Linked DNA regions of Mus musculus: all the other regions are linked to region 1. A link is a contact called in public HiChIP or PLAC-seq data. All regions are on one chromosome and are shown on one strand. Each heading gives the region's core, a stretch centred on a gene start, on an enhancer-like site or on the middle of the called end of the contact. The rest is flanking DNA. Distances are from core to core; before and after follow the strand shown.

Region 1 (2,854 bases), core at 133-2,632:
GTTGCCACTGAGAGCCTGGTACAGAAGCCAGGTCCTTGGCAAAAGCAGAGAACGCCCTTAACTTCTGAGGAATCTGACTCACGCTGGCTTTTAGACAAGCTCCGTTGAATGCCTCATGGCTGGTATTTTTCTTGGAAACCCCAGCAATCTCCGTACCTTCGCCAAAAGAGGCATTTTATATTTGTTTCTGTAAGATACCTGAGCCCGCAGCCACGCCCTGCCTTCCTCTCTGGCGCTGTATTCCACAGTCTCTGCCCCGGTTTAATCTGCCCCCTCCCCCACCTCACCCCCAAGCACAGAGCAGGGTCTGGTAAAAAGTTTCCCAGAAAGCACTGCAGCACAGGACTTTTCTCAGACTTCATGTTTGTGGAATGCATACACAACTTCTGCAAACGGTAGGTATAGGGAGACCATCCAGAAAGACCTCAAAACCTGGAAATCTCAGGAGCATAATGTCATATACAGGTTGCTGGCATGTTTTACAAGGCCCATTCCTACGCATTACACCTGTATTTAAAATGATATATAAGAGATTGGACAATGTGCACGCAGAGAAATGCAGCTTGGGTGGGGACCCACTGTTTAAACTTCACCAGGATGTGTGCTCGTAGTAGGAAGCACTGCGACAGGGAAGGAGAGATAACATTATTAACATTATCTCTTCCAGGGAGGAGTTCAAAGTCCCAAACAAACCATTTCAGGACTCTGGGGACGTAAGGTGGAGCCAGCTCTGCCACCTGCTCCGGCCTTATTTACTCCTCCTGCCCGTGCATCTCAAAATAGAGCCCAACGCCGCTCTTCTGCAGCCGGCCGCAGGTGAGGCTCCCGGCGGTTGGGGGTAAAGGGGGTAGACAGGGCCGGAACACCGAGAGCAGGCGTGGGCCCGCTCGTGCATCGCTCCTGGCTCAGGTTCCCCGGCCCGCGCGACTACAGCTTGCACTTTTGCGTCAAGTCCGTCCCTCGGGCTTCGCCAGGCCGTGGTGACTCTCAAGGGTCCGGACATGGTGCGAGCATGTACGAATGAGAGTCCACACCCGGAGAGCACCGGTCGTTCCGAGGGCACCCGGGCTCGCGAGCACTCCGAAGCCGGCCGCCTGTCCCCGTAAGCCGAGGCCTCGCGCTCGCCGCGACCTGGAGAATCGCTCTCCGAGGACGCTCGCGCTCGCGCGCGCCCGACCGCGAGGGGCGAGTCTGGCCAGGAGGCGCGCCAATGGGCGTGGGCGGAGCGCTCGGGGCGGGGCCTGTCCGGTTGGCCAATGGGCGTGGGCGGAGCTTTAGGGGCGGGGACCGTCCGGCCACCGGCCAATGAGAGGGGGCGGCGCGCTCGGGGTGGGGTCTTTCGGGGCACCGGCCAATAGGCGGGGGCGGAGCGCGTGGGGGCGGTGCCGGGGCGGGCGGCGGCGGCGGGAGCCGGCTGCAGACGGAGCCGGGCGGCCGAGGACGCAGCGCGGCGCCTGGCGACAGCTCGAGCCGCGGGCGCAACGGCCGCGCGGGGAGCGCGCCCATGGGTAGCGCGGGACGGCGGCGGGCGGCGAGGCCCTGGCTTCTGCGCGCCGGCCCTGGCGGGGTCCAGAGGACCGCGGCTCCGAGGTGCGTGCCGGGGGGTGCGGGGTGCAGGGCGCAGGGACCGGACCTGCCCGGCTGCGCGCAACTTGCGGGCCGCTCCCCCGGGACTCCCGCTCCTTTGTACGCGCGGGCTCGCGTCTCCGCGGGTGAGGACCGCGGTCGGGAAGCGACCGGCAGCGCCGGCACATTCATTTGAGCCTGGTCGCAGAATCCCGAGAATCAATTTCGGCTCGTCTCCCGGAGAGCGAAAGCCGAGGACAACTTGGCGTCACCCCTTGGGGAGACGTTTGTCGTCATTAACCATCTTCGGCTACATTAATTCAGTCCGGGCCAACGTCAGCACGGGCGAACGGACAGCAAGTGCGTCCTCACGAATTGGGGCTGGGCGATACCTGATTTTGGTCAAAACAGGTCTTAGGCGCTTCGGGTTCTGCTTGGAGTTGCCTCGGTCTGCGCAAGGATGGCTTTGAGAAAGAAGGCCAAACAGCGAGGGGGAAAGGCAGAATGCAGAACACCCCAAAACCCAAGTCATCCGCAGAAAACGGGGCGTCTTGGTTATTCTCATTGGTTTTCCCCAGTAACTTCAAAATAGTCCCAGAAATGTTCCTTTTGTCTGCGGTTTCACTTCTAAACTTTAACACTAGATGGCTTTCTTATGACAGGCATTTTAGTCCGCTGCCCGCTTGAGTTTCCTGCGTCTGCAGTCTAGGCTGGGATTTATTTATTTATTTAACGTCTTACAAATTGGAATGAAAGGAAGAAACTATCCCAAACTGCTGCTTTATTTGAAACATAGTACTCCCCTGTAAGGCTTAAACTGGTTATTATATTTCTTTTTTCAAATATGGAAAGTGGGCTTTGATCTCTAGCGACCAGAGGTGACTACGAATGAGCGAGCTGCTTGTTACTGGGCTCTGCATCGCGGAGGTCTTGATGTCTTTGGAGAATGTGGAGTTCTTGGGTGGGTTTGGTGATAAGAGCTGCATAGATTTCGACATGCTGTTTATGGCTAGCTGGAGCGGTTTCCGGAACAGGCAGCAATGGGATCTATTGCAGGGGGTGGAGGGTGGTTGGGAGGGGGGAAGAATAGTCTATCTTCAGTTTTGGGCGCGTGTGAGGCTGTTCATGCCTAAGGGTTGACCGGCAGCATTTGAGGAAGATCTGTAGCTGAGTGCGTCTGCCTGAGTCATACTGAGGGTTGTGTCACGGACCTCTGCGTTTCCTTCTCCCCTGGTGAGATCTGGCTTGTCTCTTCCCAGCACGGCTTTTTAATGACTAGTACAGTCTA
Region 2 (2,854 bases), core at 124-2,623, 480 kb after region 1:
TAACCCCAAAACCTAACCCTAAACCCTAATCCTAAACCCTAACCCTAACCCTAACCCTAACCCTAACCATTTGCTTGTCTAAATTTTTCTAAACTCTAATGCCACAACATTCAAGTATTTCCTAAGGTGTGTTGGGGGACAGAAAAACTGCTCAGCAATTCAGAGCACTTACTGCTCTTGTAGAGAATCCAGGTTCAGTTCCCAGCCACCTCTGACCTCCACACACTTGAACACACAGGACCAAACATCGTATATGTGTATGTGTATGTGTGTGTGTGTATGTGTGTGTGTGTGTGTGTGTGTGTGTGTCTGTGTATGTGTATGTGTATGTGTATGTGTATGTGTATGTATGAGAGACAGAGACACAGAAAGAGAAACAGAGATGCTAAGATCCAAAGAGTTTCTGCTCCACCTCACACCCACTCCTGGCTCATCTGGCAGTGAAGTAGCAGGCAGGGTTACAGTATGCCAGTGGGGTATCAATACAGGATCCCTGTGGACAATCTTTTCCTCCTTCTAGGCTGAGTCCTAGACAGAGACACGGGAATGTCTACTCTGCACCCTAGCGTCCAAGCAGTGGTCTCTCCCAGTCTTGTTCCTGCCCTTAGCACTTCAGTCACAGGCAGGCATTAATGTAATGAGTCTAAAAGTGTCTCATGGGAAAAGGACCCTAAGCAAACATGGAAAGTATTGTTATTCTCCCCCCCCCCCCAAGGCCTTCCCAGCCTGCAGTAAAGATAAAAGAAACAAGAACTTGACTTCCCTGGCAAGGGAGATGGGAGGAGTCAGAGTCCTTAGGGAGTCTCCCCCAGGAGGCTTTGCAGTGTAAACTTGCTGTGATTTTAATGAGATAAAACATGGAACTTTCTATTCTGTGCCAACCACATCTTTCTCTTGAGCATAGAACGAAAGGAAAAAGGAGCAAAAACCTGGGGATATGTGGCTGTCCTGTAGCTTCCCCTGGTGTGCTCCGGCACACACCATCACACACTCTTCCCCAAGACAGAGAGCAAGTATGCTGTTGTCTACACACACACACACACACACACACACACACACACACACACACACACACACACAGAGTAACAAAGTTTATACAGGATGTAAATAAATCTCAACAATTTTCCAATATTTTTAGGAACCTGGAGAAACTAGGTGGGAATTAAGGTTATATTCCAGGGTCTTTCGACAAATCTCATTACAATAAACGTCAGCTCATTGAAGATGAGGACTCACTGACCCAGAATCTCATTGACCTATGAGAACTCTATACTCTGTTATTTTTCTTCTTCCTCTGTTCTTCTAACAGGAGCAATGTAAGGAGGGAGGGTTTATTTGGGTTTGTGGTTTCAGAGGATCCTCCGTTCACCATGGTAGTGACTCATGGTGGCAGTCAGAGCCTGCAGTAGAGGGTCTTACATCATGGCTGACTAGACAGCAGAAAATACAGACCAAATCCCAAAGAGGTTCAATCCTTCAAAGACCCACCTCCCCCCAACCCCCAGCAACCTGCTTCTGCCAGCTAGGCTCCACTTTCTAAATGCGCCACGACCTTCTAAAACAGCCACGTGAGCTGGGAACCAAGTGTCTAATCTTATGAGGTTCCGGGAGACGGTTGATGTTCAAACCTCCACAATCACCTAGTGACTGGGGCAGGGTTCATCCATCACAGATAACCGTCAGTGTTGAGTCTCATCCCAGGAGGACGTCTGCCTCCCATAGCTTTCTCCCTGCACCCACCTAACCTCCCAAACCAAAAATGTTCTGCCATGAGAACTCTGTAGTGCTTTCTCCTCGTCTGCTCTAAGGCAGTGAGAGTGTGGGTACCAAGACATCTTAATACCTCATAAAGCATCTACTGAATGCCCAGCAACCAGATATACACTTCACAAGGACACTTACGCTCTCAATATGCAAGCCAAGTGTGCAAGTTGAGGACTTAAACAGGATGTGACTTACTGTGAACCAGACAGATGCCCCCTTAAAACTCCCAGCCACTGCCCTGTGGCCTGCCCCTCTGTGGAAGAATCTTAGAGCCACAATTCCTCCAACCTTAATCCCCGAGTCCTCTAGAAACTAGAGAAATATAGAGTGCTAGGCCCACTCCAGAAATTCTGAGCACACAATAAGGAACAAGCCAGAAGGATACTGAAGGAGAGTACCAGGAAGGATGCTGAAGAAGGGTACCCAGGAAGGATACTGAAGGAGGGTACCAGGAAGGATGCTGAAGGAGGGTACCAGGAAGGATGCTGAAGGAGGGTACCAGGAAGGATGCTGAAGGAGGGTACCAGGAAGGATGCTGAAGGAGGGTACCAGGAAGGATGCTGAAGGAGGGTACCAGGAAGGATGCTGAAGGAGGGTACCAGGAAGGATGCTGAAGAAGGGTTCCCAGGAAGGATGCTGAAGGAGGGTACCAGGAAGGATGCTGAAGGAGGGTACCCAGGAAGGATGCTGAAGGAGGGTACCAGGAAGAATGCTGAAGGAGGGTACCAGGAAGGATGCTGAAGGAGGGTACCAGGAAGGATGCTAAAGGAGGGTACTCAGGAAGGATGCTGAAGAAGGGTTCCCAGGAAGGATGCTGAAGAGGGGTTCCCAGGAAGGATGCTGAAGGAAGGTACCCAGGAAGGATGCTGAAAGAGGGTACCAGGAAGGATGCTGAAGGAGGGTACCAGAAAGGATGCTGAAGAAGAGTACCCAGGAAGGATTCTGAAGGAGGGTACCCAGTAAGGATACTGAAGGAGGGTACCAGGAAGGATGCTGAAGGAGGGTACCCAGGAAGGATGCTGAAGAAAGGTACCAAGAAGGATGCTGAAGGAGGGTGACCAGGAAGGATGCTGAAGAAGAGTGCCTTTTC
Region 3 (2,854 bases), core at 218-2,717, 430 kb before region 1:
CTAGCCTGCACGCATGGCTAGCCACCACTGACGAAACCTGGCCTCTCTCCATCTAGTCTAACTGCTATGCCCCTGGGCATGTATGTTCAGCTGGATTTCTAAGCCTCTTGAAGACGTTGAAGCCTCAAAGTAGAAGAGAAGCTCAACGCACCTAAAGTTGAAGTAACCGCTGATTCAGGAAGCCCCACCATGTGGGGCCCAGGTCAAGTGACTCCCTTCCCTTCTCCCACCCTTCCTCCTACTCTGAAACCCCCATAGGCCTGCCTGCTTAGAGGTCACCTGCAGAGAGCAGAGTGATGTCACCACTGTCCCCAAAACAGATCCAAAGAAGCTGTAATAGGTCTACAGTAGGGAAGGGAGTCACAGTCATGAAGGTGACCCATCCAAGGGTCATTGCTAGGTTTCTCGGCCTGGGGTCTCTGGGATGGGGCCAGAAGGAGGCGAACGCTCTTAAGCACAGGATACTCTCCTCATCTCCTGGTCTTGCTGCTCAGTTGCCAGGACAGAAATGTCGGGGACCTACCCTCCCATCAGCTCCTACCTGCTCCTCACAAGGACGGAGAAGTGAATGAGACCCCTGCAGCCTCAAGGTCCAGAGTGTTTGAGACCATTCCCAAAGAGTAACAGCTGCAGTACCCATATCGTGCTCCGGGGTCACCTCACTGGCTGCCGCCACTGCGAGCCACCGCAGGATGCGCCCAGCGGAGGCCTGGGGACGCCGGGGTTTGGGGTAAGGTGGCAGCAGCGGCCCTACCTGTGGTGGAGAGCACGGTGCTGGCGAAGAAGAGCGCCGAGGTGAAGTCCCAATTCCAATTTCCCGAGGCGTTGCTGAGCACCGACACTCCATAATTGCTGGCCTCCAGCACGCGGCCCAGGAACTGCTCCAGCTGCGGCTCCGACAGGCACTCGTGCTCCTCCAGGAAGCGCCGCTTCAGCTTGCGCAGCTCCTGGCGCAGCAGGTCCTCATAAGGCAGCTCCACGGACGAGAAGACCACGGCGCCGAACACCAGGTAGAGCAGGTAGCCCAGCACCAGGAAGCCGAAGCACCAGGCCGAACGGTGCCGCTCCACCAGGCGCACGCACGAGCTGCCGGCCAGGGACTGCAGCATCTTCCCGGCGCCCGCGCTCCGCGCCTCCCGCCGCCGCTCCCTTTCCTGGTTTCGTGCAAATACAAGAGGCCAGATGATGTGGCGGTGACGTGGTGGCCGGCTCAGGTAGCGGGAGTTGGTCGGGCGGAGCGCTCTCACCCACTTGGCGGGAGCTGCTGGCTGCCCGCGCCCCCTACCTGGCTTCCGAAACCGGAAAGTGCAGGTTTGGTGGCGCCAGACCCTGGCCAGGCCACCCGGAGGCTGCCTGGCTCCCTCTTCCCTTCCCCAGTGCAGTCAGCAGGCCTGAGCTGAGAGAGAGAGAGAGAGAGAGAGAGAGAGAGAGAGTGTGCGCGCGCGCGCGCGCGCCACCGTAACCCCCGTCCTAGCTACTTTTGTCCCCCCAGGCATTCCTCCTGATTAAAGCTACTATAGCCAAATACCAAGGGTACAGATAGATCCTGTCTTCCTCTGTCTTGTTGACTGGACAGCTAAGCCATTTGCTGCCCAGACTATTGAAAATACAATGAACCTCTTTCTAAAAAGCTACTTGAATCCTCTCCTGACCCCATCCTCCACCTGGAACAGGAAAACACAGCTTCTGGATTTTAGCCTAAACAATACCCCAAACTTTAAGGACTTCGTGGTCAGGAGACAGAAATGGAAATGTGCGCTAGGGCACGGAGGAACTGATGGTGGATGAGGTTGGGTTCTACATTTCTGCATAGACATGTGCAGCCGTGTGCTTCTAGAGTCTAGCTGTGTGCTTCTAGGGGTGGGGGTGGAGGACCTGACTCTGTGACACTTCCTAGAGAAGGATGACAGTCACATACATAAGACTCAGCATAGCTGTATCCTGTCTTATATATCGTGCCATACATCATACCTATTGTCTTAGGTTTTTATTGCTGTGAAGAGACGCCATGACCACAGCCGTTCTCATAAAGGAAAATATTTACCTGGGTCTGGTTTACGGTTTTAGAGGTTTAGTCTATAATTATCATGACTGGGAACATGGTGGCACACAGGCAGACATGATACTGGAGAAAGAGCGGAGTGTTCTACATCTGGATTGGCAAACAGGAGAGAGAGAGAGAGAGAGAGAGAGAGAGAGAGAAAGAATAAAACTGGGTCAGCGTGAGCATTTAAAACCTCAAAGCTCAATCCCCTGCGACACACTTCCTCCAACAAGGCTACACCTCCTAATAGCGCCACTCCCTATGAGCCTGTGGGGGCCATTTTCATTCAAACCACCACTCCACACACAGAGGTGTATTTTTGTCATTACATGCACATGGAGTCAAGAGTCAGGGACATTCTAAAGGCTCCTAACTAGGGGAATGGGAGCAGGAAAGATGACGTAGTGGTAAAGTACTTGGGTACCCAGACTTGTGGTCAGACACTCAGGACTCGAATTAAAAAAAAAAATGTTGAAGCATCATCATCATCATCATAGCATTATCATTATTATCAATGTCTCCAATGAACTCCGGGAATGGACTCCGGTTGCCGGGACCGTGGTTAGCACCTGGACTGCTGAACCGTTCCCCAGCCAAGATGACATCTGATCTTTAAAGATGAATTTGAAGACTATGCAGACGTAAGCACAGCTGTCTGGAATCTCAAATATGCGAACCGTTTATGCTGTACCCTGTAACAGAACTGTGTCTGCAAAGCAGGCTAACATGTAGAAGTAGAACTGCCTCCAGCAGCTGTTTGTGGGGAAGTAGAGGAGAGAGGTAGCTTCAATTTCTTATATTAAAAAAAAA
Region 4 (2,854 bases), core at 202-2,701, 330 kb before region 1:
ACTCTCATATAGAAAATTAAAAGAAAGAAAGAAAAAAAGACCAAAAATAAACAATATCTCCACAAGGTACACAGAACACACACTGACACATGTGAAGAGCAAACAAACTAAAGTAAAGATTAGACCCTTCATTTTGTGAACAAGCTTTCTGCTGTATTGGATTATCCCTGCTTATTAATCAGGGTTAGGATTCATTGCTGGTTTGGCAATATCAAGAATGGGCTTTACTCTGTTCTAGCAGCGATCTAGCGCCACCTAGCGCCGCAATCAAAATCTGTTCTTCTCTTTTTTTTCTCTCCTCCCTTCTTCCCCCGCCCTTCCCCGCCCCCCTCTCCTCCTGGTTGAAATGGTAGATTGCTATCCCAGATTATGTTCAGGAAATATATAAGAAGAAAGAAAGCTGGATGTAGTTGCTTATGCTCATAATCTCAATACTCTATAGAGAATTGCCATGAATTTTCAGGCCAGCCCGAGCTACATAATCCCTTCCAAGCCAATTCAGTCTACAGAGTGAGACCGTGCCTTATCAGTAAGATAAAACAATGTAAGGTAAAAATGTGTGGTTAACTGAGGCTCCAACGATTATTTCAGAACGGCGGTTATCATTTCTGTGCGTCCAATTAGGTAATCGGGGGTGGAGGAGAAAAGTCAGGGTGGAAAGAGGTCAGTGGGAGCAGACCATGTCGCACATGAAACTTTAGAGCCTCTAGTCTGTAGCCAACCAAGGTCACAGGGATCAAAGCCCCGCAGGTGGAGCTCAGAGGACATCGCTTTGAGTACCGCAAGCCTAGGCCTCCAGATTATACAAACCTTTTGGGGCAGGAGACAAAACAAAAACAAAAGCCAAGAAGTTTCCTGTCTGTGGTCCTCACACGGGAACATTCTTGGTTCTCACACCTTGCAAACTTACTCTTGGGAGATTCAGGAGAAAAGGCAGGTGGAGCTCCAGCCACCAAGGAGAGGGAGGGACTGAGCTCCTTCGCAGACTTGTGTGGGCGCAGGGCGGAGCCGCCGGAGCATCCTTGAGCAGCCATCGCAGAGCATGATGGGAAAATCCTCCTTCCCTTGGACATGGCGCGCACCTGCCTGGCAGCCCCAGCCGGCTCCAGCACCGCGCTGTGCCGGTCCGTACTGTTCAGCGTCTACCGCGGTTTGGGCGGTGGCGGCGGGGGTGGGACCGCGCCTGGAGCACACCGGCACGCGCCGACGTACTGAGCTCCAGGGTGCTGAGCTTAGGGTGCTGAGCCCCAGGGCACGCTCGGTTTCTGCCGGACTCTGCGGGCATGGCGTCCCAGGTGCTGCAGCTGCTCAGGCAGGGTGTGTGGGCCGCTCTCACAGGGGGCTGGTACCACGACCCGGAGCATAGCAAATTCACCAATAGCTGCCACCTCTACCTGTGGCTGTTCCTGCTCTTGCTGCCACTGGCTCTGCACCTGGTGAGTCCCCAGTTTAGGGGTGGGTGGAGGAGGGGGAGGAGGAAAGGAAAAGGAGGAGAAACAGGAAGCGGAAAGGAAAATTAACAGGAGAAGAGAGGGAAGGGGGAGAGAAGGAAGGAGATGGGAAGAACTAAATAGGAAGTAAGGTTATGAAAGAAGGGGAGGGGGAGCCACAGAGGATGCCCAGGATGGGAAGGAATCAGTGACTTTGAGAAGTAGGGACGGAAGAATGAGGCAAGGGGTTTTGGGACAACAGTCCTGCAGGGCACTGGAGAGTCTCCGGAAAGAAGTATGTAGGACTTTGGGGATTGTGAGCTCATTAAAAATCGATGTGGGCTGCCTGGATGAGTCAGGCCCTGCTGTCTGAACGGTTGAGACTGGCTTATGGGTACCAACCATGGAGCCTCACGACTTCGGATGATATCAGCTATAACACCAGCTATAACACCTCAGGTGCAGTCGCAATAAAAAGGCAGTACGAATCCCTCTCAGGGCGACCTGATTTCGGTTGTTAGTCGTTTTTTCTTTTTTCCTACTCTTCTCTTCTTGTTTTGCTTTAGGAAGGTAGATTCCACTGTCAATCACTCTGCAGTTTCACTATGGTGTAGAGAAGTCTGAAAAAAAATTAAAAATATACAGGAGTGGATAAATGTCATACACCTATGCCAGAGCAGTGTGGCAGCTCCTCCTCTGGGATGGCCAACAATGGGGGATAGTGAATGCTTACTGAATGGTTACCTATGACCTTCATAGGTCAGTTAAACATATAGGTAGCGCAAGGCGTGATGGGGCACCCTTAAAAAGCTGCCTGCTGTTAACTTGCCGGTGAGGCGAGGAGCCGTCTCTGATGTGTCTGTGAAGGACTTTGTCCCTAGAACAGTACATGGTCATGTTCTGCTCCACAAAATCTTCAATGAGTTTGCATAGGTGACAGATCCTGAGTCTGACCTTCGAGATGCCTGGTGGCTTGGCACCCCTAGACCCTGGCTCTTTTACTGGCAGGCTGTTCAGAGCTGTGGTTCTGGAAACAGACTGGCTCAGCTGAACTCCGGGCCCAGCTTTTCCCAGTTCTGGGACCATGGAAGGAGTTGACTTACTTTGACATTTTACTTTCCTTGGCTGTAGAACAAGATACTTGCTCCTGTGTGTGTGTGTGTGTGTGTGTGTGTGTGTGTGTGTGTGTGTGTGTGTGCTTGAAAGCATGCAGAGAGATCAGAAGACAACTTGGCAGGGGTTCCACTCTGGGGGATCCTTGGATCAGGATTGGTGGCAGGCAGCTTTACTCTCTGAGCTATCTTACTGGCCATTAGAACCAGTTTGTGCCAGCCGTGGTGCTCAACGAGAGTACATATGAAGTCTTCTTCAGGACAGTCTGGTTTATTAGACTGACACTGGACCTACCCCGACCTTAGTTTTCT
Region 5 (2,854 bases), core at 252-2,751, 300 kb after region 1:
CCATAGGCTTTTTGATTGACGGGTGATGCTTCCATGCAGCGCAAGAGATTCTCCTTACACTGGATTTGACTAATTCCAAGCTTGGTGTAGACAAGGAGTCTTGTAGCATAAATCACCCTGCTCAGTCAACAGTATGTCGGTGAAATTCCTCCATACTGCTGTGCATATTTTCTACCCTCAATGATTTTTGTCTTTTTATAGGACTTGAGAGTGAACCCAGGGCCTGGTGCACATAAGGCAAACAGTCTCTCCTCTCAGCTGTATTCCCACCCCTACTTGCGGCTTTGATCTATTCAAAACAATGCAGACACAAACACAGTAGCACCTGCTCTTTGGACTTATGGTCACACTATAGGATTAAGAGTGATAAGAAAGGCAGGGTATGTGATTAGGCGTGATTAGGCAGATGTGCCAAGAGTGACAGCCCAGCCTTCCATGCTCTGAGCTGGTGTTTCTTGTTCCCTTAACCTTTCCGGGGTGGGGTGGTGTTGTGATTGTCTGAGCTGATAATCATGTTGGTTGTTTGTGAATGTGTGAGGCTTTTCACTGCTGTGATAATTACGCGTGAGAAGCAGTGTAAAGGAAGGATTTGTCTTCAGACTTGGTTTCAGACCGTTCCATGCTTCTTAGCTGTGAAGATTAAGCCGGCAGAGCTCCCAGGGAACCACAGTCGTGAGTTCAGTGTCTTATCACTAGGCGCGTTCTTTCTTCATTTGACTCCCTGTTTCTCTTTGCATTGGAGCAACGTGCTAGCACAGGGCGGATATTCCAAAGGCCTAGCCCTACCCATTGTTTCTGGTACCGGAAGAGTAAATCAATCATGAGGGTTAGAAAAAACAATGCTTAAGGAAAGAACATATTCCAAGTGGAGGAAAAGGGGGATAGGCAGGAGGAGAGGGGAACCTGGCATTCAGAACTAAAAACTCAGAATAGCAACCACAGAAAACATAAGTGAATTGTTAAATATTTCCTAGTTGGAAGTACCTTTTTGAGCTTGGTGTGTGTGATGTGTGTTCACACGAAATGACTAACAGGGCATGGAAACCTTTCCCGATCACAGACTGCCTTATATATATCTAACGGAGTCTTCACATTTTCAAAGAGACTTCTGTGTATCCTTATGTACACAATGCTTTGCATGAGTGGGCTGGGGGGGGGAGCACCTATCTGAGGTGCTAGGCTCCCAAGTACTAGGTGAACAATGCTAGCTCCCTCCTGACCGTCAAACCTAAAGCAGATGCTGTGTCTCCCAGCCCCTGTGCTTTGTCCCTTCCCCTGTGGTGTGCTGCTGAAGACAGAGCAGTGCATCGAAGGATTCAGGGACAGAGGTCACAGCAGGCTGGGACATCTGGGACATGGAGCCACCTTAGCCCTCCCCTCCTCCTCCCTAAACAGGGCCAGATAAACCCCCACACATATCTGTGAGTCATGTAAACCTCCTTGGGTCCATGAGTTCCCCAAGCCACACCTGGTGTGGACAGCTGGTTGGCTCTGAGGAGGGAGAGTCAGAATAGAGCAGAGCAGGTGCGAGCCACAGGAGAAGGTTGAAGGAGAACTGGAAAGGACAGCCAGGCTCAGCGAGAACAGCACTCTCTGGGAACTGCAGCAGCCGCTTAGAGACAGTGCTAGAAGCTCAGTTACATTGTATCCTCCAGACTCAATGCAGTCGCTAACTTTTAAGAACTGTGGCCTCTTGTGCTGGTCCCACACAAGACTGGCCCAGCAATAATTAGTCATGGAAGGCAAAGGGGCTCATAGACCTGACTCTGCGGCTGAGCTACTGGCCTTTGATAGATTCTGGAAGAGGAGAAGTCGCTGTCTTTACTGTGTGTGTGAACTGTTGAGCCCACTCACAGCACTGCAGACACATTGTTGCTGTTGTTTTTATCTTAGTGGATATTTCTATGGGAGCAAAGCTTTGCTCAAGGTTAAACCCCAGCTCCCAAAACAAAGCCAGACTTGACCAATCAATGCTTATAGGATGGAAGAAACTGCATTAACTTTGAAAGGATGGAAGTTCATAGCTTTAGCTGATGACAAGCAGTGCAATGTCAACATCACTGAGCCTAGCCAGAAGGGTTTGTAAGTTAGACATTCCAGCCTGCAAGCTATTTTCAAACGTGGTGGCTAAATGTGCTTCCATGGAACTGGTATAACTATGTGAACAATCCTTGAATTTTGATGTTGTTGATGAGTATACTCTGTGGGTGTATTTAGAGTTATATTTTTCATATTTTAGATAAGGTAACATGTCATGTGTGCATCTGTCTGTCTGTCTCTCTCTCTGTGTATGTCTGTGTGTGTACTGGTTAGTTTTTGTCAACTTGACCAAGAACTTCCACAACTGGGAAGAAGAAATGTCAATTGAAGACTTGCCTCCCTCAGATTGACCTGCAGGCTTGCGTGTCTGCTTCAGCTTCTGCCTCCAGGTTCCTGCATGGCGTCCCTACCATGGCTTCCCTGACAGACAATGGACTTTGCCTGTACGATGCAATAACCCCACCCCACCCAAATTCCTCTTGGTCAGCGTCTTATCACAGCAACAGGAAGGCAAACTGGGGCTCTCTAAAGTGTGTCAAGACGGTCATGGTGATACACACCTGTAATCTCAGCACTGGGGAAGCCGAGGGAGGTTGAGACTAGTCTGGACCAATCACAAATAACAAGAAAACAGAGAGACGTAACTCATGTATGGACTATAGTGACACAGCTGGACAAAGCTGGGGACACTGTGTGAAGTTTAGGAAGGATGTTAACTTCTTGTGACTACGACAGTCGAGCCAGGATGAGTCCTGATGAATGAGTCCCACCCCCCCACCCCACCCCCCCAACCCCTGCCATAGGAACTATTCTT
Region 6 (2,854 bases), core at 259-2,758, 280 kb before region 1:
TTGTATCTCTGGTGGATGAATCGGGCACAGGACAAAGCAGTCTAGATCCTTCTAAATGAGAGGGAGTCAGTTAGCATCGTCCAAATGGAACAAAGTCAAGAATAGAAACACTGGCTTGTTTGGGAATAGGAGGAAGTGAGAGAAGGAGAAACAGCCTTGAGTCGCTGCCTGCAGGAGCAGAAACAGGATCCAGGGACCATGTAGAAAGTCCTTCTGCAAGCTCACTGCCTTCTCTGGGTTGTGACCAAACGTTTTCCAGCTCTGAGGTTTCCAATGTTGAGGCAGGCTTCTGACAGGGGGACAGAGGTACTCAGGGAAGTCTGTTTCATGGAGGAAGAACTGGCTCCTGTTGCATAGTACAGAATGAATGAGTGACAAACAGTAACAAAATATTAATGGCCCTGGTTGGTTGGTGTTTTAAATACCTTTTGGTTTAAAAAAAAAATAAACCCCATACAGCAATTTGCATTTCTCCTCATCTGGGAGCGCTGACTTCAAGTGGTCCCACGTCGACTCTCTGCTTTAAGACGTGGTGCCTATTAAATGCTGTGAACTGACTGAATGTGGTTAGTGAATTCACAGGAGGGTCCTGGGAAGAGAGGGAAACACGTCCATCTTCCACAAACACTGAATGTATTGATCAGGGTTTTCTAGAGGAACAAACTAATAGGATGAATCCCTCTGTGTCTCATTCACATGTGTGCAAGTGCACACACACACATACACATGCAAATACATATATGCATTTACACATATACATATATACATACACACATACACACATATACATATACACACATGTACATATATACATACATGCACATGCACAAACACACATATCACACATATATGGGATTTATTAGAATGGCTTACAGGCTATGGTCCAGCTCGTCCAACAATGGCTGGCTACTCATGGAAGGTCCAAAAATCCGGTTGTTTTTCAGTCCATGAGGTTGATGTCTCATCTAGTCTTCAGTACACTCTGCAATCCTAGACAAGTAGGCTTTCATGCAGTAAAGGAATGGACTCATTAGTGAGAACAAGAGCAAGCAGGCAGAGAGCAAGCTTCCTCCTTTGTGTCCTTTATAGGCTCTCCGCAGAATTAAGCTGCGGCCCAGATTAAAGGTGGATCTTACCATCTCAAAAGATCCAGATCAAGTTGCTCTTCCCACTTCAAATGATTTAATTAAGGAAAAAATAATCCCTCATGTGTACCCAGCCACTGGGGTTTTAGTTCATCCCAGTTGTAGTCAAGTTGATAACCGAGAATATGGCTCACACTTCACACCCTAGAGCTGGGGCCATGTGGTTTCCTTCTGGCGTTTTCTCTACACCGTGGTGCCTGCTCTGTGCTGCTGACATGGATAGTCTGAATAGGTCCTCACGAGCCGTGGCTGCCTGTGAGCCGCCTGGCCGGGGCCATGTCTCTCTCTACATAGGTCTCAGTATGAGCTTTATTACGTTGATTTATTGTTGTTGCTGTTGCCTATGGAAACCGAGAGATGCAACCCAGCACAGCTGCAAGAAGCCTGGGAAATTCCCACCTTAGGGACCACCACGCAGCTGACGCCTAGTCCTCAACAATGAGAAAGAAAAGAGTTTCAGGGCATGTCAGAGTGATGTGACGTTACCCAGTTTATTAAGCAGAGAGATGAGACAGTATGCACAGGGGAAACATTTAAAAGGAGAATGACATAGGGAAACTGTAGTGTACTCCTAAGACATAAACTTGGGCTTCTTAAGAGAGAGATTCCCCAGGGGCCTCAGCCAAGGCTAATGTGATTGGAGTCCTGTGAAGTTACCTAGCCCAAAGGATATAATTTATAACCAGGTGCAAAGAGTGAGCAGAGTTTACAAAGGAAACAAAGTTTCAATTTGTCTTTTGATATATGAGCTGGTTTCTTTGTTTCTCAAAGATCTTCCTTTCTAATGGTATGGAGGGTCTTAATTGAGTTTATGGATGAGAGGGGGTAGCTGAAGGGGTTAAAGTCAGGCTCTTGAACACTCTGGGCCTGAGTCACCTTGGTTCATGTGACTTGGTTTGGTTTGGGTTTTTTTGTTTGTTTGTTTGTTTTTTGGAGACAGGGTTTCTCTGTATAGCCCTCGCTCTCCTGGAACTCACTCTGTAGACCTGGCTGGCCTTGAACTCAGAAATTTACCTGCCTCTGCCTCCCAGGTGCTGGGATTTTAGCCTCCATGGTTTAGATGTCTTTTGTAAGAAGAGTGTTGTCTCTGTGGGCAATGTCCATCTTATCTGTTGTGTGAAGCTTTTTGACTTCAGCCAGCAGGAACCATAAAGCAGATCCCAGGGTGGGGTGCCTCTCTCTTAAGTGTCCCCTCTGTTTCCTTGCCCTGATATCTGGCCTCGTTATCACTCGGGAGAAGTAGATTGGGGGGGGGGACAAGTTGATTTTGCCCTCTGGAATATTAATTAGAGAAAGAAAATCCGATTCCTCTTTTAATCTCGTATTCTCTTTGGCTCATCCGAGATGGTTGCAAATCACGTAAAACAGACCCCCCCCCCATGACTTACATATATGACAGTGACACACACGGAAGCCACTGGAATATTTGCTCCCTGGAGAAACAGCTCAGCAGTTAATTAGCCAGGATTTCTGTTTGTCTAGGTAAACCTAGATGGCTGGGTTTTTTTTATTATTATTATCTTTTACGAAGAAATTCTGCTTTATTGCTGGTGAGAGGACCCAGAGGCTGGAGCACATTTTTATAATTTAATGTTTCCCAAGCGTCATTAACAATGGCTTGCAGGAGGGTTTCTCTCCCTCCCGCTCCCGCTCCCTAGCACTCCCCAGCTGTAGCCCGCACTTCGGCATTTCCCATATTCAGGATTTAA
Region 7 (2,854 bases), core at 116-2,615, 260 kb before region 1:
GCATAAGCATGTAAGGGAGCTAGCAACAATGTTTCTTCAAGGTTTCTGCTTAACAGCATTGCTTCAGTTCCTTCTTAACTTCCCTCAATGGTGTGAGGGCAAGTCGCCCTAATCTAGGCTGCTTTCACTTTTGATCATAGTGAAAGAATTGGGTGGTGCGTTATCCCTTTAATTCCCCCCATGCTCACAGTACTCTGACTTACCAGAGAAAGTTCAGAACAGGCACACTGGGTGTATGACAGGAGAAGGTGTGGGGATCGTGGTCTTCCTGAACCACCCACTTTTCCACACCCATGGTCACACCCACCACACAGGGTTGGTGTTTGTATTCTCTTTATTGTTTCCACTGTCTGTGTCCAGCTTTACATGTTAACACAGGCATCCAGCTAGCAGCATGACAGGGAAGAGACAACACATTATTTCCATTTTAAAATCAATGAAAGAAAGCCAGGCGGGTGACACCTACAGTCCCAAACTGTGTGTACTGACTGAAGTAGCTGGGAAGCTGTAGTTGGTTGTTTGGTTTTGTTTGTCTGTTTGCTTATGGATCTGATGGTTGCATGGAAGTGTACAGCATGGTCCAAAATATAATGTGTGCAAGGCTTCTGTCTGGTATTTCCAGTTTGTATGTTGACCTCCAAAGCCACCCAGGACCTCGTAGAGACTGTTAGCATCAGTCCTGCTTTCTGAGACTCTGTGAGTTGGGGGGCTTTGGGAGGTCTGTGGGGACTCTGTATCCCATGAGTTTGTGGGAAGGAACCTTAGGCCTCTTATGTGTAGACATGTTTGTTCTCTCCATTGAAGTGCATGTATGTTAATCTACTAGCACCATACCTGCCTCCCTCTCCCTTAGACATCCCCAGTGGGATCCAGTGACTAAGCTAGTAGATGGTGCCATTGGGGTGTTCCAGGACACATGGGTCTGACATACAGAAGAGCAGTGTGGAGTGTTAGCATCCTGCCGCTGACTCGCCTGGCAAGCGCCTCCGAGGAAGCCACACAGAGCTGACCTCACAGCCAATCTTCTCTTTCTAGAAGGATGTCCTGAGATCAGACCTTGTCATCTGCTCAGCCGCTGCTGTGCTCTCCTTTGCAGTCAGTGCCAGCACTGTCTTCCTGTCCTTACGGGTAGGTGGCCCCAAGGCTCGGCTCTCCCTTGCTTGTTCTCTTGATAGGGGCTAGGCATGGAATGAGGGTACAGAGGGCAGAGGAGCCAGGGAAGAGGGTCAAAGAACACACACACAAAGAACTATGTCCACGAGGAGACTCGGGTAACCTCTTTGTGAGTCATCTCCTGTCCCTGGGGGAGTCGTTTTGTCCTTAAGAGTGATAGGACAATTTGTAATCTCGGACAGTTGTCATTGTGACAGGCTGGGAACAGACACCAGATCTCCCTCAGTAGAGAGAGAGGTCACTGTATCTGAGCTGAGCCACAGTGACACAAAGACCATTTGGAGATATATATACATATATATATATGAATATATATATATATATATATATTCATATACATATATATATTCATATACATATATATATTCATATACATATATATCTCCAAGGACTCTGCCTTACAGTTCTTACAGAATATTGTTGCCTTGTCACAAACATGGGACATTCATGGCCACATCTTCCCTGGACTGTTTTATCAACTGAGTGTGAGTGTGCTGTTCTCTACCTCTGAAAAAAAGTCTTAGGGTATGATACAGGGGACAGAATTCTCACAGTCTCTTCCAGGGGTCACTTCCCGACCCTGTTCTTAGCAGCTCTCAGCACATAGGTCTTCCTATGAGAGGAAAGAGGGTGGGGGCAGGCTCAGTCAGTACTCTGGTTGTCTTAGCAGCCTTCCAGCCAGCCTAGATTGTTCAGTGAATTCCAGGCCAGCGAGAGACTGTCTCAGAAAACAGAGATGATGAATGGCCCTTGAGGAATGACATCCAAGATTATCCCCTGACTTTCTCATGCATACACGTGTGTGCACACCTCTACATACATAAAATGCACAGGCCAAAAAAAAAAAAAAAGTGGGAGGGAAGGCCTGATGGCAGATGCCTACATCACTCACTCAAGAGTTGACTTTTGACCTCTCTGTCCTCTGCAGCCTTTTCTCAGCATCGTGCTCTTTGCCCTGGCGGGCACCGTGGGGCTCATCACCCACCATCTGCTCCCTCAGCTACGGAAGCACCACCCCTGGATGTGGATCTCACATCCTGTGCTCAGGAGCAAGGAGTACCAGCAGCGGGAGGCAAGAGGTCAGTGTCGTAGTCTCAGGGGGGACAGCAAAGCAGTGGGCACGCCTCTCATGGCACAGGGGCACAGCTCTGTGAGTGTGATCAGTGCCACGGTGCCTCACGCTTCAAAGGAAGCAGGGTTCACTGCGTGTTTGCCCATGTTACAAAGATGGAGTCTAGGCGATGCACAAAACAGGCTGCTCAGGTGGAATAGGAAAGAAAGTCTGTCAAATTAACTATGAAGTTCTGTTAGAATAGTCATTGCTTACTGATTCCATAGGGAAATTAGCATCCATTGCTCATGCTTGAAGGTTACAATTCTGGTTTATAGTGACTGGGCACTAAGGAGAGAACCACTTCATGCTTGACCACTAACTACCAGGCTCTGGATTCTTGAGTTTCTGTGAAAGAGCTTTGTATAGAGAGCAGCTGTGTCTACAGGGGTTGGTGTAGCAACTCCCATGGGAGAAATAGCCTGGTGCAAATGGCAACCTCAGAGCTTCATATAAAAAATACATTTCTCGGGAGGCAGAGGCAGGCGGATTTCTGAGTTCGAGGCCAGCCTGGACTACAGAGTGAGTTCCAGGACAGCCAGGGCTACACAGAGAAACCCTGTCTCGAAA

Evidence for each region. HiChIP or PLAC-seq counts read pairs in DNA pulled down with a chosen protein or histone mark.
Region 2: a contact with region 1 is called in an H3K4me3 HiChIP or PLAC-seq map of bone marrow-derived macrophages, with 3 times the contacts expected there. The contact joins the enhancer-like site here to the promoter of Sipa1l2 in region 1. A contact is called at or near these places in 1 of 484 Hi-C or Micro-C datasets (centrocytes), 11 of 115 datasets of contacts at active chromatin or transcription factors (bone marrow-derived macrophages, craniofacial prominence, effector CD8 T cells and 8 more) and 2 of 9 other capture datasets (adipose tissue and pancreatic islet).
Region 3: an HNF4G HiChIP or PLAC-seq map of pancreatic cancer cells shows a contact between it and region 1. The contact joins the promoter of Kcnk1 here to the promoter of Sipa1l2 in region 1. A contact is called at or near these places in 1 of 484 Hi-C or Micro-C datasets (embryonic stem cells) and 1 of 115 datasets of contacts at active chromatin or transcription factors (pancreatic cancer cells).
Region 4: an H3K4me3 HiChIP or PLAC-seq map of embryonic basal ganglia shows a contact between it and region 1, with 4 times the contacts expected there. The contact joins the promoter of A730098A19Rik here to the promoter of Sipa1l2 in region 1. A contact is called at or near these places in 3 of 39 promoter capture datasets (the HPC-7 cell line, hippocampal neurons and maxillary cranial neural crest), 1 of 15 datasets of contacts at CTCF or cohesin (CD8 T cells), 3 of 484 Hi-C or Micro-C datasets (the HL-1 cell line and embryonic stem cells), 9 of 115 datasets of contacts at active chromatin or transcription factors (embryonic basal ganglia, embryonic forebrain, embryonic limb bud and 6 more) and 1 of 9 other capture datasets (adipose tissue).
Region 5: an H3K27ac HiChIP or PLAC-seq map of extraembryonic endoderm stem cells shows a contact between it and region 1, with 5 times the contacts expected there. The contact joins the enhancer-like site here to the promoter of Sipa1l2 in region 1. A contact is called at or near these places in 1 of 39 promoter capture datasets (embryonic stem cells), 1 of 15 datasets of contacts at CTCF or cohesin (the NIH/3T3 cell line), 6 of 484 Hi-C or Micro-C datasets (adipose-derived mesenchymal stem cells, cerebral cortex, muscle stem cells and 1 more), 17 of 115 datasets of contacts at active chromatin or transcription factors (the NIH/3T3 cell line, bone marrow-derived macrophages, craniofacial prominence and 12 more) and 3 of 9 other capture datasets (embryonic stem cells, liver and macrophages).
Region 6: an H3K27ac HiChIP or PLAC-seq map of embryonic stem cells shows a contact between it and region 1, with 10 read pairs. The contact joins the enhancer-like site here to the promoter of Sipa1l2 in region 1. A contact is called at or near these places in 4 of 39 promoter capture datasets (the 3T3-L1 cell line, embryonic stem cells, hippocampal neurons and 1 more), 4 of 15 datasets of contacts at CTCF or cohesin (embryonic stem cells, large pre-B cells, pro-B cells and 1 more), 52 of 484 Hi-C or Micro-C datasets (the 4T1 cell line, B cells, the C2C12 cell line and 29 more), 23 of 115 datasets of contacts at active chromatin or transcription factors (astrocytes, bone marrow-derived macrophages, cardiomyocytes and 13 more) and 4 of 9 other capture datasets (adipose tissue, embryonic stem cells, liver and 1 more).
Region 7: a contact with region 1 is called in an H3K27ac HiChIP or PLAC-seq map of extraembryonic endoderm stem cells. The contact joins the enhancer-like site here to the promoter of Sipa1l2 in region 1. A contact is called at or near these places in 1 of 15 datasets of contacts at CTCF or cohesin (large pre-B cells), 4 of 484 Hi-C or Micro-C datasets (the HL-1 cell line, bone marrow-derived macrophages, reprogramming fibroblasts and 1 more), 9 of 115 datasets of contacts at active chromatin or transcription factors (bone marrow-derived macrophages, cardiomyocytes, embryonic basal ganglia and 6 more) and 4 of 9 other capture datasets (adipose tissue, embryonic stem cells, liver and 1 more).

Annotation. Positions count from the first base shown.
Region 1 is chr8:125,568,391-125,571,244 of GRCm38.p6, reverse strand. Sipa1l2 (signal-induced proliferation-associated 1 like 2) reads left to right here and starts at 1,382. Exons shown (of 22, transcript NM_001357372.1): 1 at 1,382-1,590.
Region 2 is chr8:125,092,195-125,095,048 of GRCm38.p6, reverse strand. All of the region lies in intron 3 of Disc1 (disrupted in schizophrenia 1), which reads right to left. Among named protein-coding and RNA genes, the nearest start is that of Disc1, 39 kb to the right of the region's middle. Within about 2 kb of position 1,373, at least 4 of the 459 cell types and tissues checked have an H3K27ac peak or open chromatin away from gene starts, as enhancers often do. A contact at or near this core is called in bone marrow-derived macrophages, where this site is marked.
Region 3 is chr8:125,993,715-125,996,568 of GRCm38.p6, reverse strand. It overlaps Kcnk1 (potassium channel, subfamily K, member 1), which reads right to left and starts at 1,467. Exons shown (of 3, transcript NM_008430.2): 1 at 755-1,467. The coding sequence starts at 1,109.
Region 4 is chr8:125,896,511-125,899,364 of GRCm38.p6, reverse strand. A730098A19Rik (RIKEN cDNA A730098A19 gene) reads right to left here and starts at 1,451. Exons shown (of 2, transcript NR_155422.1): 1 at 911-1,451. It overlaps Pcnx2 (pecanex homolog 2), which reads left to right and starts at 1,048. Exons shown (of 34, transcript NM_175561.4): 1 at 1,048-1,436. The coding sequence starts at 1,284.
Region 5 is chr8:125,270,193-125,273,046 of GRCm38.p6, reverse strand. No RefSeq gene overlaps it. Among named protein-coding and RNA genes, the nearest start is that of Gm30713, 110 kb to the left of the region's middle. Within about 2 kb of position 1,501, at least 28 of the 459 cell types and tissues checked have an H3K27ac peak or open chromatin away from gene starts, as enhancers often do. A contact at or near this core is called in extraembryonic endoderm stem cells, where this site is marked.
Region 6 is chr8:125,846,640-125,849,493 of GRCm38.p6, reverse strand. The region is part of intron 15 of Pcnx2 (pecanex homolog 2); the gene reads left to right. Among named protein-coding and RNA genes, the nearest start is that of Gm46061, 3.9 kb to the left of the region's middle. Within about 2 kb of position 1,508, at least 15 of the 459 cell types and tissues checked have an H3K27ac peak or open chromatin away from gene starts, as enhancers often do.
Region 7 is chr8:125,826,317-125,829,170 of GRCm38.p6, reverse strand. It overlaps Pcnx2 (pecanex homolog 2), which reads left to right. Exons shown (of 34, transcript NM_175561.4): 18 at 1,036-1,128; 19 at 2,102-2,252. Among named protein-coding and RNA genes, the nearest start is that of Gm51603, 17 kb to the right of the region's middle. Within about 2 kb of position 1,365, at least 9 of the 459 cell types and tissues checked have an H3K27ac peak or open chromatin away from gene starts, as enhancers often do. A contact at or near this core is called in extraembryonic endoderm stem cells, where this site is marked.